Regions from separate parts of the Mus musculus genome. Here region 2 is linked to region 1. Evidence: chromatin contacts called from public Hi-C data. All regions are on one chromosome and are shown on one strand. Each heading gives the region's core, a stretch centred on a gene start, on an enhancer-like site or on the middle of the called end of the contact. The rest is flanking DNA. Distances are from core to core; before and after follow the strand shown.

Evidence for each region. Hi-C and Micro-C count contacts between places; a contact is called where the count stands out from the background.
Region 2: a Hi-C map of megakaryocyte-erythroid progenitors shows a contact between it and region 1, with 2.6 times the contacts expected there. The contact joins two enhancer-like sites. A contact is called at or near these places in 2 of 39 promoter capture datasets (3T3-L1-derived adipocytes and embryonic stem cells), 1 of 15 datasets of contacts at CTCF or cohesin (the G1E-ER4 cell line), 10 of 484 Hi-C or Micro-C datasets (the C2C12 cell line, the G1E-ER4 cell line, the HL-1 cell line and 6 more), 2 of 115 datasets of contacts at active chromatin or transcription factors (acute myeloid leukemia and bone marrow-derived dendritic cells) and 2 of 9 other capture datasets (adipose tissue and pancreatic islet).

What each region holds. Positions count from the first base shown.
Region 1 is chr13:112,538,666-112,543,396 of GRCm38.p6, reverse strand. Il31ra (interleukin 31 receptor A) reads left to right here. Exons shown (of 17, transcript NM_139299.2): 10 at 2,111-2,327. Among named protein-coding and RNA genes, the nearest start is that of Il31ra, 40 kb to the left of the region's middle. Within about 2 kb of position 1,881, at least 11 of the 459 cell types and tissues checked have an H3K27ac peak or open chromatin away from gene starts, as enhancers often do. A contact at or near this core is called in megakaryocyte-erythroid progenitors, where this site is marked.
Region 2 is chr13:112,635,537-112,640,912 of GRCm38.p6, reverse strand. Ddx4 (DEAD box helicase 4) reads left to right here. Exons shown (of 22, transcript NM_001145885.1): 5 at 4,868-4,945. Among named protein-coding and RNA genes, the nearest start is that of Ddx4, 14 kb to the left of the region's middle. Within about 2 kb of position 1,557, at least 7 of the 459 cell types and tissues checked have an H3K27ac peak or open chromatin away from gene starts, as enhancers often do. A contact at or near this core is called in megakaryocyte-erythroid progenitors, where this site is marked.

The DNA.
Region 1 (4,731 bases), core at 632-3,131:
CAAAGGCAGGAGAGGTGGTCATGTGGCCCTTTCTAGGGTGAAAGTATGGGCCTGAGGGAAAAAAAGAAGATGGTAAATGATACAGGGAAGAGGGGAAGGAAAGAACTAATAAGGAAGAAAGGGAGGGAGGGAGGGAGGAAGGGAGAGAGAGAGAGAGAGAGAGAGAGAGAGAAAGAGAGAAAGAGGAAGAAAAAAGAGAGAGGAAATAAAAAAGGAAGGAAAGAAAGAAGGAAGAGAAAGAAGGAAGAAAGGAAAAAATGAGAGAGGGAAAGGAAGGAAGGAAGAAAAAAGAAAGAGAGATAGAGAGAGACCGGGGAACACAAAGGGAGAGCAATGAGGCAAACAGGGAAGGAAAGGGAAAATTAGAGAAAAACCCACAGGAAACAGAAGAGAAAAATGGGAAGTTGAAGGGATCAAGAATAGGTTAAGACGAAGCTGTTGGGACTCGATTGTATGTCTGCAGAACTATCAAGAAATAATCTCTCTGCTCAAGTTTGGCAGTTTAAGTCTTCTGAGTGGCGACATCATCCTGGCTTGCTAAGTGACAGCCCCAAACCAATCACCTCAGGGTTGACATTGTTCTGTCCGTCTCCTTGGGTCACCCAAGGCATGGACATAGGGAGGCACAGCCAGGGATGCTGAGGATATTAACCTTGGGCATGATGTAATGTGGAAAGGGATGGCTCCGTGGATGTGAGCAGCGATGCTTACCCTTATGTGGTCTTGGCATGATGCCTTCCCTTGCATGGTCTTGCTAGGCAGTGGGAGGAGTCCAGCAGGCCAGCCTGAGAAATAAGTGACCAGGTTTCCCCACCTACCTCACCTCTGTGCCTCAGGAGATGATGGTTTTCTGCTTGTTTTATTTTTTGTTTTAGTTTTTTGAGACAGGGTTTCTCTGTGTACCCCTGGCTGTCCTGGAACTCACTCTATAGATCAGGGTGACCTTGAACTTAGAGATCATCTGCCTCTGCCTCCAGAGTACTGGGATTAAAGGCGTGCGCCACCACCCTTCTAGGTTTCCTAAGAATTCGAGTTCTTTAGCAGAGCCTGCACTAAAAAAAGTTTGATCATGGTAAAGGATGTGAGATTTTGTGACTAACTTGAGAACCACTGACTTGTACACATTTAAATATGGAAATCGATAGGTTCAGTGGTAAAGTGCTTGCCTAGCATTGGTGAAGCTGTGGGCACAATTTCCAACACTGATAATAAGTAAATAATAACATCCAGCAATTTTTTAAAAATATGAACTACATGTCAGCAAAACACAAAAGGGGAGAGATAAGGATTCATCATGAGGACCTCTAGTTTAGACATTAGACAGGTTCTAGCTGGTCTTCTTATTCCTCTGGCCAGTGAAAGGGAGATTCCTGAACTAGGATGGCACTGGGTCAAAGTGAATGCAAGCTCTGTCTGAGCACACGGCCACTCATTCTGTCCCACGTATGTTTGTAATGAGTAATAAATATCAGAAAACTGGGTGTCCCCAGAGTTCCCAAGAACTACTCATCGTGCTTACTCCTAGATAAAACGTCTGGTCAGTGTGTCTAAGGTCAAGACTAGAAATAAGAAAATGGGTCAGGGTTTCTGGGGTTTCACTTTGGACTGGGCAGGGAAGCCCTGAGTATTTTCGTCCTTTTGGCTGGATTACCTAGCTGGACATCTTGCCCAGGACACACCAATCTCCCTGTAGAGGGAAACTGTAGGAATAAAAGATAAAGGCACAGCTACCCACCAGCCTTTGATGACTTGTTTTGATGAACTTGGTTTTGGCCCAGAATGAAATGCCTTGGCTCTAGATTTTACACCCCTCCCCACACATGATAAGAAGGAAAGACACAGATGGAATTAGAAGTGGCTTGCTCACACCAGCCTGGCCCCATGAAGCTGGACTTGTATTAACTGATATCAAGTTACCATTTGGTATAGATCATCTCTTCTGCCACTTGAAGGGTTGACATCGCCTGCCAGCAAACATTTGTGTTGGAAAGATAAACACCTGCTTGTAACTTAGCGTCTGATGGCTAACATGACATCTTTCCATTTGTCACTGTCCCCGTGCCTTTCTCTTTCTGGTATCGGCAATAACTTTTGTTTTCTTTGGATACAGAAGGCAAGAGGAGCCCCCGTCTTGGAGAAAACATTTGGCTACCACATACAGTACTTTGCAGAGAACAGCACTAACCTCACAGAGATAAACAACATCACCACCCAGCAGTATGAACTGCTTCTGATGAGCCAGGCACACTCTGTGTCCGTGACTTCTTTTAATTCTCTTGGCAAGTCCCAAGAGGCCATCCTGAGGATCCCAGATGTCCATGAGAAGAGTAGGTACCTCGTTCTCAACGTGTAGCCCCATCTGGTTCAAGAAAGAGTGGTCCCTGTCCTCAGGGTAGCTGTTCCTCTTTAATCAGATGGAAGAGAGGGGAACGGGGGCTCTTTAGGTTGTTGTGGAGAAACATGATCTGTTTAACAGTCCCTTCCACCCAAAACTCCAGTTCCACGGAACAAAGCCTGTGCTGAGAGTTAAAGCCCAGTCCCCCAGCCCAGTCACAGCCTCGAAACTGTGATTGCTGCTTCTGTTGGTTCTGGTCCAAATGGTTGAATGCTGGCTTGAGTCATAAAAAAAAAAATAGGTCATATTCAAGACCTGTGTTATCAAAGTTGTGTCCTCTCCTAAACTCTGTTCTTCCCAGATGTCCCTGTGTCCCAGCTGTGGTTTAGTGTTCCTTGTCCTGTTTTCTGTCTTTCCTCCTTCTACCTGACTGCCCAGCTAGGAAAACCCCTTGTATGTATATAGACTTGCTTGTTAAGTTTTTTTGACAAGAGATCCCACTCTGCAGCTGCCCTCTAATTTACAGGCAGGTCTGCTTCATGTCAGGCGTGATGGTATTGCTGACATCAGCCACCATGCCTGGCATCTACTGAGTCCACACTGGACATTACTGAACCCAGGCAAAGTGGCAAAGCCTTATTTTCTGTTTTGGAATTAAAAAGTCTTCTTGGATTGTGTGTGAATGCTGTCTTGTGTGTGTGTGTGTGTGTGTGTGTGTGTGTGTGTGTGTGTATGTGTGGTGTATATGAGTGTTATGTTGTATGTGTGTGTGTTATATCATATGTATATGTATGAGTGTTGTGTCCTGTGTATGTGTTATGTATGTGTGTGTGCTATATCCTGTGTATGTGCTATGTCATATGTATGGATGAGTGCTGTCTTGTGGGTATGTGTGTATGAGTGCTGTGTTGTATATGTAGATGTGTATGCCTATGTGTGTGTGAATGTGTGACTGTGAGTACTGTGTCATGTATGTGCATGTGTGCGTGTCTGTGTGTATGTGTGAGTGCTGTGTCATGTATGTGCATATGTGTGTCTGTGTGTGTTTATGTGTGTCGGTGTGTGTCTATGTGTGTCTGTGTATGTGTGTGTGTGTGTCGGTGTGTGTCTATGTGTGTCTGTGTGTGTCTATGTGTGTCTGTGTATGTGTGTGTCTGTGTATGTGTGTGTGTGTGTATGTATGTGTGTCTGTGTGTGTCTATGTGTGTCTGTGCATGTGTGTGTCTATGTGTGTCTGTGTATATGTGTGTGTGTCTGTGTGTGTCTATGTGTGTCTGTGTATGTGTGTGTGTCTGTGTGTGTGTCTGTGTGTGTGGGTCTGTGTATGTGTGTGTGTCTGTGTGGGTCTATGTGTGTCTGTGTATGTGTGTCGATGTGTGTCTGTGTGTGTCTATGTGTATCTGTGTATGTGTGTCTGTGTATGTGTCTGTATGTGTCTATGTGTGTCTGTGTATGTGTGTGTGCCTGTGTGTGTCTATGTGTGCCTGTGTGTGTATGTGTGTGTGTCTGTGCACCACTGTGGATCCCAGAACTGGTTGCTGGATGTCTCCTCTATCACTCTCCACCTTATTTTTTACACTAGGGTCTCTCACTGACCACATCCCACTGACTGACTAAACTGCCTGGTAGGAAGTTTGCTGGGGCCCTCCTGTCTCCCTCCCAGTGCTGTAATTGTAGGCATGGGCCGCCATGCCTGGGGTCTTATGTGGTTGCTAGGATCCAGCCCCGGCTGCGCATGCCTATGCAGCAAGCACTTTACCCACTGAGCTTTGTCCTCAGCCTCTTCACTTTTGGGTCTGGGTTTAAAACTTGCAAGCAATAAATGGGACTCTGCTGTCTGCACAGAGCTTCCCATCCTCTGGTGTCTACTTTGTTCTCTCTCTCTCTCTCTCCCATCCTCCCTCTCCTTCCCCCCTTCCCTTCCCCTTCTCAAGAGGATACATACCCCATGAAGGCAGTACTTTTTAAAAACAATACTTATATGAATTCTTAAGAATTTCATGCCATGCATTTTGAACATATTCTTCTCCTAACTCCTCCCAGATTCACGCCCTCCATCCTCATCCCGTTACTCACCCAAATTTGAGTTTCCTCCTTCTTCTGCCCTCCCCTGATGAATCTGGTTATATTGCCCAATGATGCTTGATTGTGGGCCCAGAGGGCAGCGTTTTGTTTGTTTGCTGGGTTTTGTTTCTTTAAAAACAATGATAATTCCTGAATGTCAAATAACAGAGGAGCTGGCACGGACATCAAGGAGCTCTTCTCTTTGACTGACAGCTCTGTTTGCTCAGCCCAGCCTAGACCAGGCATCCGTGTCACAGCTCTACACTGCCGTCTGTCCTTCTCCCCCTCCTCCCTTGACTCTGACCCACTTCTGCCTTTATTTTAGAATTCTG
Region 2 (5,376 bases), core at 308-2,807, 98 kb before region 1:
CCTTGAACTCCCAGAGATCCACCTGACTCTGCCTCCTGAATGCTGGGATTAAAGGCATGTACCACCACTGCTTGGCAAGTTAATTTTTATTTAATGTCAGGGCTGTGGGGCAGAGAAATGAGAACAGGTATGCCCAACTAGCTTTAAACTCTATAGTATAATCCATGCTGGCCTTAAACACAGGCTGCTCATAAACTCCATGTGTAATACAGTACAGACAAATATTGAACTTGGGATCCTCCTTCCACAGCCTCCTAAGTGCTGGGAGTGGAGGTCTGCCCACCACACTGGGTAATGCCTGAGTACTTTATGCTGTTTTATCTCTCTGGTATTATAAGACATAGTTAAGTGGACTAGACAGACAGATTGGTCCCATAGATCAGCTGCTGCTTAATTTCAAGTTTCTGTTTCTAGGAATTGATGTGAGAAGAATGTTGTAAAAACCATGGGAGCTTAGGGTATAGGGAACTTGTTGAGTGTTAGCTTTCTTAACAAAAAGCAGTATGGGAGATACTCCTGTTAGCTCATCGGTATTAAGTTTAACAAGTTATTTACTTATTTTTGAGACAGGGTCTCTTGTATCTCAGACTGGCCTCAAATCTGCTATGTAGCTGAGACTGGCCTTAAAATTCTTGTCTTCCTGCCTCCACATCCCAAATGTTGGGTTTTAAAATTACATTTTTAAGCTGTCAAAACTTGTCATGTACACTGTAATTCCAGCACTTGGCAGGAGGATTTTGAGTTTAAGGCCATCCTAGGCTGCATGCAAAACTCTTTCTCTAAACAAACATGTGAACAAACAAAAAACTAGGAACATTTGGGTTTAGTAGTTTTAGAGCAAAATACCTTTATTTCCCCATAATTAATAGAGTTTAATATTAAAGTGTTGAAAACATTTTATACTATGTTTTTGTTATAATGCAATAACATGGCCCTAAAATTTCATGCTAACTCGAGCCTTTATGAGCTTTTTGTCTTTCAAGACATAGCATAGCTAGGACTGTTTGGTAATTTAAAAATATCTCACACCCATTTTTTTCTCTTTGTGCTTCTTTTAATATATATGTTTTTAACCTTTAGTCTTTGTGAGTTTCACATCATTCACCCCAACCCCATTTGTCCCTCCAGTCCTTCATGTCTGCCCCCTGCTTTTTCCAGTCCTTCATGTCTGCCCCCTGCTTTTTCAACCTCCCCCTCCAAAGAAAACAGAAAATAAAAATAAAACAAAGCATAGAAAACATCTCATTGTGGAAGCTGTAGTGTATCACAGTGTTTCCCCCAGTATACCCCTTTCCCCACACATCTTTACTTACAGATGTTCACTGCAGTGAGTCACTGGTCTGGTTTTGAGGCCTCTGACTTCTGCTACACCATCAATACTGGATCCTTACCAGGACTCCTCTTGAGTATCCTTTTGTTGCCCCGTGTCATGAGACTGCTGTAGCTTTGGATCAGCAGGACCAGCCTTTCACGTGCTCCAGCAGATAATAGATGAGGTCTTGGGGGTGGCCCAACTTAAAGCCCTGGATCTGGGCCTGGGTGATAGCTAAGTTGGTCATTCTGCCAGCTCTCCTGGGCACCACCAGGGAGAACTCTTCAGTACTGCCCTGGCTAGCTCACCCAGTGCTGCAGCTGGAAAAGGGCTGGACCAGACCAGCTCTCCCACTCTCACATCTTCAGGTTGGCTCACTTGTGCCTTCACCATCAGGGCCAGCTCTACTGTGTTGCCCAGGTGGGTGCAGGGCCAGCCCGCTCTTCCTGTGCTGCATGCAGCCAGTGAGGGCAGCGAGGGCCAGCTCTCCTGACTGCCTCAGGTGTTGAGGAGGAGGAGAGCACTCTCTGTTGCCCTTGCCCACACCACCTCACAGCAGGCAAGTAGCCAGCTCCCCTCCACCCTGCCATCAGGGCCAGCTCTACTATGCTGCTCAGGGGGAGGCTAACACTCATTCTTAAATTTATCTTTTGAAAAACTTGATTAACTCTTTTTCTATTGCTATCATAATTAAGGTATTTCATTTGACATTTGGAAAACCTAATTTCTTATTAATATATAAACACAAATTTGAATTTTATATTTGAGCATCTCACTACTAGTTGTTATGATATTTAAATATTAATGTATATTTTGTTTTTAAATGTTTACATATTAATGTACATTGATGGTTTGGATCATATAGTGGATTGTTGTTTTGTTTTCCCATTTTAAAGAGTTTTACTGTATAGCCTTATCTGCCGTGGACTTGCTATGTGAACCAACTGGCTCTCAACTTGCGTGATCCTCTTGCCTCTGCCTCATGAGTTCTAGGGTTATAAACGTGTACACCACACTAATCTCAACCTTGTAAGTGAGACAAAAGGTTCAAAGGTTTGCTAGCTCCTACTGCCAGTGGAAATACTTATATCTTAGTATTATATTTAGGAGAGAATTAACAGTGTAATTATATTTTCAAACTTTGAAGAGGCTGTATGATACATTTTGATGAAAGCTTCTAAATAATAAGAGTAGAAGACTATACTTCCAGAATTTTTTCTTCTTTTAGTGCTAGGATTAAAGGCATGTGATGACATGCCTGGCCTAAATAGTACTTTCTCAATGAGAAAAGGGCCAATGTAACAGATTTTGTCACAAGTTATTTTCATATGTTTTAGGTTGAAATGCATGTTGATGTTTTAAAACTAGAACTCTGAGCTAGGTATGGTAATGCACAGCTATATTCCTAGCAGTACGGAAGTTTGGGAGCCTGTGGGCTCACAACCAGTCCAGAGCTGCACAGTAAGATCTGTCTCAGACAAAACCAAAATAACCCTTCTGGTTGAATGGCAATAACTTTAACAATTATCTTGGTACTATATATAATCTCAGAAGTTCTTCTCCTTATGGCTGACCTACAATTTTATATATAGTTTAATCTTGGCAGTGATTTTTTTGAACTTGTATAATTCAATGTGTGTTAATGTGCTTTTGATTTGATTCTTAGAATTAAAATATAACATTGATTAGCTTTTTTTATCCTTCAAATGATGGCTGAGTATCTTTAGGTTTTTGAATTACATTACAGTTCATAAGATATGATGAAAATACTTGGTTGTTGGCATATGTAGTTAATACAGGCTTTTAGGAATTTTGAAGTTTTCCTTCAACACCTCTAAACTGGAATGTTAGAGAGAGAGGTAAGACAGTTTGTAGGGACCACAGGAAACTTTCTCACAGTTGCAGTTTATAGTAACAGTGCATGCTGATTTGGCTGTGTCTGTTGTTCTTTTCTATTCCAGGTAGAGAAGGTAAGGCGTGTGTGTGTGTGTGTGTGTGTGTGTGTGTGTACATACCCTTGCACGCACACCCACACATATGCTGAAAATAAACTGTATGAGATTCTCTCAACAATTAATGAAAATACTATAAACAAGAACCAACTATCTTCCCTGTATTTCTGACCTTAAGAGTATTTTTCTTTTTTTGAGACGAGATTCTTATAGTGTTGTTCATGTTGGTTCCAGTCTCTTGGGTTCAAGGGATTTTCCTACCTCAGCCTCCTAAGGAGCTAGCTTGTCCTACCAAGCCTAGCTGGTTCTTAACTTAGTGGGTGAGAGACACACGGACTATTACTAAGAAGAGCCCAGAGAGTAGCATGCTGTTGGGAATGATTAGAGTACTAGAGAAGACTTCACAGAGGAATTGGTCTTTTGAAGAATGAAAAATTAAATAGGAAAAATAGGAAAGCAGGGATACTATGCCAAAAGGAACAGCATATAGAAAAAAAAATCCTCGCTATGTTCACAGCATGAAAATGGAGTTATTTAGTGTGCTGGAAAGTTGGCTCATTTGCTATACGAGTCTGATACCCTGAGTTCAGCACCCACCACCCACCCCCAACTCCAGGCTGGAAGAAGAGTATAAACTGAAAGCTATCTTCTGACCTTTGCATATCTTTGCATATGTGCCATGACATACATAAGTCTGCACTCAAATACACCACACACGAACACACACACACATATACCACCACCACCACCACCACCACCAACAACAACAACAAATAATTAAGGGTGGTGTCGTACACCCTTAATCTCAGCACAGAGACAAATGTATCTCTTAAGTTTGAGGCCAGCCTGGTTTACCTAGTGAGTTCAAGGCCAGCTAGGGCTACATGATGAGACTCTCAAAAATAGAAGAAAAGTAGAGTGCTGGCAAGGTGGCTCACAGATAAGGCTGCTTCCTGCTAAGCCCGGCAACCTGAGCTTGGCTCATCGTGGAAGGGTAGAGTTCACCCTGTGATCTTCAAATGCATGCTCACACAGAGCTCACACAGAGCTCACACAGAGCTCACACAGAGCTCACACAGAGCTCACACAGAGCTCACACAGAGCTCACACAGAGCTCACACAGAGCTCACACAGAGCTCACACAGACCTCACACAGAGCTCACACAGAGCTCACACAGAAATAAGTGTAAATGTTTTTAAAGTAGGAATCTTGGAAGTGACAGAGGTATTAGAAAATAAATAGTAGGACAATAAAAATAATATAGAACAGATTTTTCAATAGTGAAGATTATCCTGTGGGCTGAATATAATGCTTTGGTCTGTTGAGGCAAGGGGGATTTAGTACAAAGGAATCATGAAGTGAATTCTTGATAGAAGGAAATATAATGAGTAGAATTTACATTTTACCACTAGTAGGTTTATGATTTTTATTTTTGAATCATAACTTGATAATTAAAGAAAACCTTCCAAGTATATAACTTATTTTTAAGTTTGTTTTCTATTTTCTTACCATCTGTAAAAGTCGTCTAACCCTAAAGCTTAATTTCACCCCTATTTTTTGATGACATAATTTTGCATATTAAGTTTAACTAAATTTTTTCAGATATTGGCGAGTCTAGTAAAAAAGAGAACACATCTACAACTGGTGGCTTTGGAAGAGGAAAGGGCTTTGGAAACAGAGGTAAGTACTTGTAATGTTTTACAACCATACTTATAGTTGACTCCAAGGCTTCCAGTTTATTTTTTTAGAAAAGAAAGCACAGAAAGTGTGTGCCATGTAGAAATCATGAGGCTCATAGAAAGTGGTTTCATATGGGCATAGTGTAAAGGCAGCAGCCCATGCTGTCCTGGGTATGTGCAGTGTTCCATTTATCTTTTAAAGAAGAGTCTCTTCTTAGCGCATGTGTGGAGGTGTGGGTGGTTAGGGGGTTGCACATGTACTGCAGTGCAGTGCATGTGTGGAGAACATAGAGTGACTTGTAGCCGTTGCTTCTTTCCTTCCTCCATGTGGGCCCCCAGGATTGAAGTCAGATAAGGCTTTTGCTGTGAGCACTCTAACCCACGCTGGACCATTGCTGGCCCTCCATTTATTTGCATTTCTCGTGCTGTAGC